Regions from separate parts of the Podarcis muralis genome. Here region 1 is linked to region 2. The links are chromatin contacts, called in public Hi-C maps. All regions are on one chromosome and are shown on one strand. Each heading gives the region's core, a stretch centred on a gene start, on an enhancer-like site or on the middle of the called end of the contact. The rest is flanking DNA. Distances are from core to core; before and after follow the strand shown. Region 1 holds the start of CWF19L2 (CWF19 like cell cycle control factor 2). Region 2 holds the start of MSANTD4 (Myb/SANT DNA binding domain containing 4 with coiled-coils).

Region 1 (4,517 bases), core at 1,874-4,373, 710 kb before region 2:
TGTCCTACCACTTTCTGTCTCATGGGTTATGGCGTTTTTGCTCTCTGAATAATGTCTGGAGTTCAGATTGAGAGCTCATACAGCAACATCCAGGCTTTTCCCATTAAATTTCAGCTTTCGTCGTCATTGTCTCAAACAAAGCACAAGCTCCCCAAGCAAAAAGAGGGAGAAGCATTTCCCTCCCGCCTTTGACACCCTGCTGAAACCTTCCATTTTGCAGGAGCTGCTCCCCACAATGTCCCCGCTCACAGACACTGAATAATATTTTTTCCTTCTGGCCTTTTTTTTCCCCCCCCCCTAAAAAAAAGAGAATGATTGCCTTTTCTGTGAATAACATTGCGCATGGCACTGAAGGAGGCATGTGCAATCACTCATTGTGGAAATCGCCAGTGGTTCATGCTGAGAGCACATAAAACTCTCAGCTAAATGGGAAATGGTGACTCACACTGCAAAGGTTAATGCCTCCCTGTTGGAGTTCAGTTATGGGGAGCAATGTCACCGGAGACCATTGTCTTTTATTAGCATGGCTGTTCCTCCCAGTAGGAAGGATTATAGAGCAAAGGTGAGCAAAACGTCACCCTCTTGTAAACATGAATCTATACTTAGGCAAGATTTTTAAAGCAGGCTGTTGAAATAATGCCCTCTCCCTCCCCTTTATCTTTTATTATTAAAAATGCTTTTCCTATGGTTATTAGAGAGCCTGAGGGAGGACTTGCAGGACATTTTTCCCCTTCAAAAATGACATAAGTAGGATTAACCATCTCACACTTTGACAATGCCCTTTGTATTGTTTTAGAAACGCAATAGGTGGGATAAATATTTGAGCGAGAGCAATCCTATTACAAGCCTGGGCCAGCTCCTCTTAAACCTTCATCATGTTGCTGATTATTGAGGCAACTACAGTATTTGTAATTACAAGAGGACACTGCAACAAAATATGCTTCTGTTTTGTGCTCCTACCAGCCAGCTCTGCAGCCTTTCATGTTTTTTTCTTTTCTATTCCCTGCCTCCATTTTTTTTTTGTCCTCCACTCCAACAGTTAGCTGGCATTCCATGATACTGAGCATGCTCAGTCCTCATTGGGCTATTTGGGGGCTACCCGCTCCCTTTAGGATTTCCTCCATGTTGGAAATAAAGCATTATCCTGGAAAAAAGTGACAAGTGGGGTGCTACAGGGTTCTGTCCTGGGCCCATTGTTGTTCAAAATCTTTATAAATGACTTGGATGAAGGAATTGAGGGGATGGTCATCAAATCTGCAGATGACACTGTTATACTGTGTCCCGTTCTGGGCACCACAATTTATGAAGGATGTTGACAAGCTGGAATGTATCTAAGCCTTATGAGGAACAGCTGAGTATGTTAAGCCTGGAAAAGAAGAGACTGAGGGGAGATATGATAGCCATCTTCAAATATCTGAAGGGCAGTCACAAGGAAGATGGAATAAGCTTGTTTTCTCCTGCTCTGGAGGGTAGGACTCAAACCAATGGCTTCAAGTTACAAGGAAGGAGATTCTGACTAAACATCAGGAAGAACTTTCTGGTAATAAGAGCTGTTCCTCGTTGGACTGGTCTCCCTCGGGAGGTTGTGGACTCTCCTTCATTGGATGCTTTTAAGCAGAGGTTGAGCAGCCATCTGTCATGTATGATCTATTTGAGATTCCTAGCATTGCAAGATGTTAGACTAGATGGCTCTTGAGGTCCCTTCCAACTCTACAATTCAATGATTCCATGATCAATGCTTGCAATAAGTTACCTGAATCAGTGGAGGGTGACAGAAAGACAACCTGGCCAACTTAGAACCACACCTCTAAGGAACAACTTGGATTTGAAAGTAAAGTATGTGTGGCTGCGATGGAATGGTATATAATTAGCCCTGTTACATTATCTGGGTCTCAGATGCCTAATCCAACTTCTGTGCCCACCCCCTTGTGATTAGGTGTCTAAGAGGAAATCGTTTTTAAAATATGCAGTGGGAAGCAACTTCAACGTGTAATGTTACGTGTCTAAGGGTGTTTGAAGAGAAGACAAGCATCACAAGAAAATGTCAAGGGGGAAATCTAGCTTAAATATCTTGAAAGTTAACCTTTAAGGACACACACTGTAGAAACTGCTACCCTTTCAGGGCGTACTCAAGGGCACAGTACCGACACCTCTTTTGTTGTTGTTAAAAAGTTTGGCACTTACTGCAACAACTTCATGGTGAGTACTGGCATCTATTTTTCTAGAAAATCTTTCAAATTATTTAAGCTAGATTCCACCCCCACCCCCCGCCGACATTTTCTTGTGAAGCTTGTCTTCTCTTCAAACATCCTTATGTTAATAACAGCCCTGCAAGTTAGGTGAAGAGGGAGTAACAGGTCCAGTATCCCCTAGTGAGCTTCATGGTTGAAGTGGGGTTTTGAATCTACATCGCCTCAGTCTTGGTCCAACATTGGGTGGGATGTTTTCAATGCATTTCACCTCTCCTTGGCTTTATTGTACAGTGGTACCTCGGGTTAAGTACTTAATTCGTTCAGGAGGTCCGTTCTTAACCTGAAACTGTTCTTAACCTGAAGCACCACTTTCGCTAATGAGGCCTCCTGCTACCGCTGCGCCCCCGGAACACGATTTCTGTTCTCATCCTGAAGCAAAGTTCTTAACCTGAAGCACTATTTCTGGATTAGTGGAGTCTGTAACCTGAAGCGTATGTAACCCGAGGTACCACTGTATTTATGTGAGGTTGGTTTTTTTTGGTTGCAAGTCGCTTTGGGTTTTGCCTTGTGCAAGAAAAAAAAGCGACTAACAAATGTAACAAATAGTAATGAATAAATAATGCCGCTGAGATGATCTCCCTCTCTTTCTTTTTAAAGAGAAAGGAAAACAGTAACTCCCTAATGAAGCCTTGGGCTGTTTCCTTCATTTGACCAAGGCTGGTGGCGCCTCTGCATCCAGCTGCAGGACGTCATCAGTTCGAACGCTGCCCTCCAGGCAACCAGGAAAAGGGGCTCCATGGCAACGCCTAGGAACATTGAGCACGCGCGAGGAGCAGGAGGAGGAGACCATTGACGTAACCTTTCGCTCCTCCCTCCGTCCCTCGCAGTTTTTTTTACGTCGCTTCTTTACATGCTTGCGCACGCGTACTAGCGCGGAGTGCAGGACCCGGAAAGAGGGGCCGGTTTGCTTTACGGCGGCGCTCGGCGTTTTCCCTTAACAAGCATGGCGTCCGGGTTTGAAAGCGAGAGGACTCTGGCGGCGCGCAAGGAAGAGAGGCGCCGCCACCGCGAGGCGCTGCTACAGCAGGTGACGGACCGGCTCGGCTTGTCAGCCCGTTGCTGGGCCCTGTGCTCACCCCACTTCCGAAGGAACCCTCCTTCTCCTCCTCCTTTCTCTCTTCCCTCCGCGCCCATTCAAGCGTCGAGGGGACGTTTTTCACCCCTTTTTTGTCTTCATTGTGTAAATAACATGAGGTTCTCGCTCCCCCACCCCCCTTCAGCCCTTGTTTTGAATCGCCCCCCCTCCCCCAGGTAATAGGGCCATTTCCCTATTTCGGAACAGCAGCTCTCTGCAACGGCAGGACATGTTTAAATTCCTCTGTGATTGCAGGAAGTATCCCCGAGAACTCTGGGAAATGTAGTTCTCGGAGTGGGGCTAAGGACCCCTGCGTGGTAGTTCTGAGCACCCTTCCCAAACCGCAGGAGTCCTTGGGTGAGGAGGTGGGAGAGGAGCAATTGCAGTTAAAACTAGTGACAAGCCAATGCGGGTTTATCTTTTTTTGGGGCTGCCCTCTTACATTTAGGACATCTTCATGAGGACGTTTGTCTCCATCTATGAATCCTTAGGTCTTATATTTTTTTAAGTTGAATTCAGGAAGTACCCTTCATCCGAAGATCACAGGGCCGGGATATACGTTTATCACCTGCGCATTTATCGGCTGAACTTCTGTGGTTTCTGTGTATGCATTTCCACCTACAGTCATACCTCAGGTTGAAGTAGCTTCGGGATAAGTATTTTCGGGTTGCGCGCTGCGGCGACCCGGAAGTAATGGAGCGTGTTACTTCAGGGTTTCGCCGCTCGCGCATGCGCAGACGGTCAAAATGACGTCACGCGCATGCGTGGAAGCAGCAAATCACGACCTGCGGACGCAAGTTGCGTTTGCTTCTGCATGCGAACGGGGCTCCGGAACGTACCACTGTACTAGGGGTTAACCGGTCCTAAGTGTTGCTTTGTACATCACATAGCTTTCCTACACAAAAGTTACTTGTGTGAAAGAAATTGTTTGTAAACCCCCCCTTCATAATTTTGTCCAGTGTGGTGATTGCACGTGCACCAAATAGATGAATTGTGTGTTAAGGATTGTTAGGAAAGGGATTAAAAACAAAGCCACCGATGTCATAATGCCACCATGCACATCTATGTTGTGACTGAACTTGAAGTGCTGTGTACAGTACTAGTTTCCACACCTTAAAAAGGAAGCTGGAGGGCTGGAAAATGTTTAGAAAAGCACAAGTAATATGAGGATAGCTTTGGTTGATTGTCGG
Region 2 (4,257 bases), core at 997-3,496:
GTGCTACAAGCTACTTGAAGTGACAGAAGTATGTCTGTACCTGTGTGAGTGCTGGAATGTTCATTAATCTGCAGAATAAAAACACTGAGCAATTGAACTAGTATGTTAGGCTTCTGCTCTATCTCACAATGAAGAACCACCTCCATATACCTAAATTTAGCATTTTCCTTACAATGAAGAATGAATGCTGCAGAGATTTCCTTCTGAATAAATGATTAAGCTCGTTTTAACACGTACCTGAAAGTAAGTTCAGTTGTAATCAAAACTTTTAAGAAAATGTATTTGGGATTGGGGTGTAAAACTCAAAGGTGAGAAATAGTTATGATCAATGTTCAAAAGAATAATATAAGCTCTGGAAGTCTCAGAAATGTTGCCTGGTGGCATTCCCACTTCTTGGCCCCAAATGGAGTGTGAAAGATCTACATTAAAACCCTAGGAAAGCTATAGAACCATCAAAACAAGTATGAACTTCCTATTTAACGCCCAGGACCAGTATAAGGAAACAGCCACTGCCACTCCCTCTGTTTGCTCACCCTCTATCTCTGGCCTGCACTGAGTGAAGTGATAGTGTTGATCACTTATAAAATGCTTTTCAACCCTTAGGTAAAGGTAAAGGGACCCCTGACAGTTAAGTCCAGTCGCGGACGACTCTGGGGTTGCGGCACTCATCTCGCTTTACTGGCCAAGGGAGCCGGCGTTTGTCCGCATACTAAGCCACTTCTGGCGAACCAGAGCAGTGCACGGAAACGCCGTTTACCTTCCCGCCTGGAGCGGTACCTATTTATCTACTTGCGCTTTGATGTGCCTTCAAACTGCTAGGCTGGCAGGGGCAGGGACCAAGCAATGGGAGCTCACCCCGTTGCGGGGATTCAAACTGCCAACCTTCTGATCGGTAAGCCCAAGGCTCTGTGGTTTAGACCACAGCGCCACCCGCATCCCATTTTCAATCCTTGGTATACTGTTAAAATCAGACTTTCCTGCCTCCTCCCTCTGAGGGGGTGGGTCTACCAACCCCTTGCTTCCCTTGCTTTGCACAAGGTTGCTGTCAGGGTAAGGAGGGCTGGGGCAGGATGAAATAGAGGAAGAAGGAAGGAATTGTGGCTGCTCTTTACAGAGAATTCTGCACTTGTTCATCCTCCCTCTTTCTGGTGTTTTTTTCTGGAGGATGTGACTTGCAGAACCCTGGGCCTGCTGCTACTACCTTGCCCACAGTAAGGGTGGGGGACTGCAAGATGATGTTGTCTTCCCAGCTCGTAGCCACCACATCGGAAAGCTGCCAAGTCAGACCTTTGGCCCACCTTCCTCAGCACTGTCAACAGCTCTCCAGAGTTTCAAGAAGAAAGCCCTCCAGATTCTACCTGGGATTGAACTTGGGACCTCCTGCATTGCAAGACAGATACTCTTTCCTGTCTCCTCCATGCTCCTGCCACTACCCTCCCGAATTGAGTGATCGTTTACACACGCGCAAACTGAACATCCAAACACGGCGCATGCATGCTGCAAAGGTTTGGGACTTCTCCATTGCCGAGGATCGAGGATCGTAGGAGGCAAATGCAATCAGCCAGTACGGGATGGGGTGTGCATGCTGCAATGGAAGCAGATGTGCGCAGGGAAATGCAAACACCAGCAACAACTGGTTACTTTGTAAACTACGAATGTAGTGTACACAAATATTTGCACCCAATAAGTCATCCTGAAGCTTTTTTTTATTTTTTAAATGCTGTTAATTTATAAAGTATGTTTATAATTTATAAAGCTCTTTGGAGCTGCAGAATTGGGGATCGCATCCAACCCTCCCAGCTGCGCCGCTCAGGTAGGCGGTAACGCAGCGGGCAGGGGTGCGCAACTTGCGCGCGCTCTGAGGTGATCCAATCCTGTCCAGAGCGGTATCCCAAAAATCACAAACGGGATCCACCGCCCTTTGCCCGCCCTTTTCCGTCTCGGTGAGGAGTGACACGGGCGAAGACCGACTCCTCCTCTCCGACCCTTCATAATCTGGAACCAACCTCTGCGCCCGTACCTAGGAAAGGCCCGCCGACTTCCCTCCCTCCTCCTCAACCCGCTGCCTCGCCTGCGCCCCCTCACCCGCCCTTTCTCCCTCTCCTCGGAAGGCGCCGCGAAAAGAACCGCCTCTTTTCGTCTCCTCCACCAATGACGGAAGCCATGCTCGTTGACAAGCTGCCGCCGCGACCAATAGGCGGGAGACGGGTCAGAACGCGAGAGAGAGCGAGCGAGCGAGCGGGTGGGGGCGTGGCGGGCATAGTTGCGCGAGTTGGGGAAAGGAGGCGGTTGGAACCGTTGGGGAGCGCGAGCGGGTGGCGAGCGCGCGGCGCCGTCCAATCGGAGCGCCGCGTGGATGGGTGAGTGACAGGCGGCCTCGCCGGCGGCCGCGGCAGGCGGGTGGGGGTGGGTCAAAAGGCCGGCTGTTCGGAAGGGGGAGCGGTGCGCGCAGGTGAGTCGCTCTTGCGCTGCTGAGGGAAGGAGGGAGGGAGGAAGGAAGGGGAGGAGCCGCGTCCGCCTGTGAGGGAGCGCCGGGGTAGATCCCAGTTCCCTGGCTATGGTGTGTGTGTGTGTGTGTATGTGTGGGGGGGGGGAGCTCGGCTCTTTTCCTCCGCCTTCTCCCACCCCTGCCTCGGTTCACGCGCCGCCGCTGTTTCCCTCACGGGCTTCCTTCCCCTCTTCCGCCATCGCGTGGCGTGGCCGGGGGGCGCCAGGTGCGCAGCCTCCCCGCGCCCCACCCGTTTTCCCGTGGATAATATTCGCCGACGACGACGCTTCGTAACATCTCCACACGTTCAAATTCAAAGCGGGGTGTGTGTGTGTCTTGTGTGAAGGTGAACCGCGGCGGCCCCTCATTTTCCTCGTCCACCGAAGGAGCCCCGAGAATGGGCCGCGCCGGTCCTGGTGAGGGATGCTGCCGTCGCTATTGTCGTTGTGTTTTTGCTGTTTTGTTGGATTTAAATCCCCATTCTTTCTACCAGAGCCGTTGGAGTGGCGTGCGACGTGTATAAAACACAGTGGCTGCACCAAGGACTGCCTACTCGAAAGCTAAAGCAACAGCCCCGCTGGAGAGCAAGAGTTCACTTCCTAGGGCAGCTGGGGAGGGTTGCCCTCTGATACCTTATCTGCTTCTTTCATCTTCCTGTTCCTCCCCCATATTCCTTTTTCGAATTATCCCTACATAGGTAAAGGTACCCCTGCCCGTACGGGCCAGTCTTGACAGACTCTAGGGTTGTGCGCCCATCTCACTCAAGAGGCCGGGGACCAGCGTTGTCCGGAGACACTCCGGGTCACGTGGCCAGCGTGACATCGCTGCTCTGGCGAGCCAGAGCCGCACACGGAAACGCCGTTTACCTTCCCGCTAGTAAGTGGGATATTTATCTACTTGCACCCGGGGGTGCTTTCGAACTGCTAGGTTGGCAGGCGCTGGGACCGAGCAACGGGAGCGCACCCCGCCGCGGGGATTCGAACTGCCGACCTTTAGATCGGCAAGTATCCCTACATACCTGTTTGTAAATTGCTGCAAGATGGGAAATTGCACAATAATTTCTGGGCCAAACTCTCACCCACAGTGCTTGTTTTCTCTTTACAATTAGTTTTTTTTTTTTAAGGGTGTCCTTTAAAAGTAGATTGAAACTTAGTGGTTGCATCACAAGTTTATGGAGAAAGTTGGCCATTAGGGCTATGTTGAGGTGGCGACTTCCTGATCAATGGCACCCAGAGTTAATTTTCAAAACATCCTCCTCTGGGCACCCTGTTCCAATCATACAAAGGCGCTCTGTTGCTCAACAACTTTGGCTGGCTGCTCCCCCTGAAAAAAGGTGGTCAAGTTCCAGCATCTCTTTTTTATATAGAAAAAAAGCCACTTTATAAGTGTCATGCAGTCAGCTAACATAGGAAACAGGCAGCATTGATCTCAGTGGGACTTCTTGAGTGCGGTTAGGATTGTGCTGGACATGATATGAACATAAGCTGATCAAAGCCCAGGCATTGTATGGTGAAGAAGGGTAGTTCGTACAGGATGGGTGTTGTGCTTTCTCTTCCCCTTCAGACACTTTAAATATATATAATGTACTTTCCCCATCTGTCTGATCATATTCACAACATAGGATAGTATTGCTGGTCACCTGTTATTCAGTGTTCTTCACAACAGTATCAGCTGCAGCCCTTACTGCCTCTTGTAATCATGTGGAGAGTAAATTAACTCATAGAGAAGAAAAACCTGCCTGGTTCTGTTTACAAAGAAGTCTGTGTGAT

What was found. Hi-C and Micro-C count contacts between places; a contact is called where the count stands out from the background.
Region 1: a contact with region 2 is called in a Hi-C map of blood, with 2.4 times the contacts expected there. The contact joins the promoter of CWF19L2 here to the promoter of MSANTD4 in region 2. A contact is called at or near these places in 2 of 3 Hi-C or Micro-C datasets (blood and tail).

Annotation. Positions count from the first base shown.
Region 1 is chr4:23,084,543-23,089,059 of rPodMur119.hap1.1, reverse strand. CWF19L2 (CWF19 like cell cycle control factor 2) reads left to right here and starts at 3,123. Exons shown (of 18, transcript XM_077927041.1): 1 at 3,123-3,279. The coding sequence starts at 3,196.
Region 2 is chr4:22,371,829-22,376,085 of rPodMur119.hap1.1, reverse strand. It overlaps MSANTD4 (Myb/SANT DNA binding domain containing 4 with coiled-coils), which reads left to right and starts at 2,246. Exons shown (of 3, transcript XM_077927031.1): 1 at 2,246-2,360.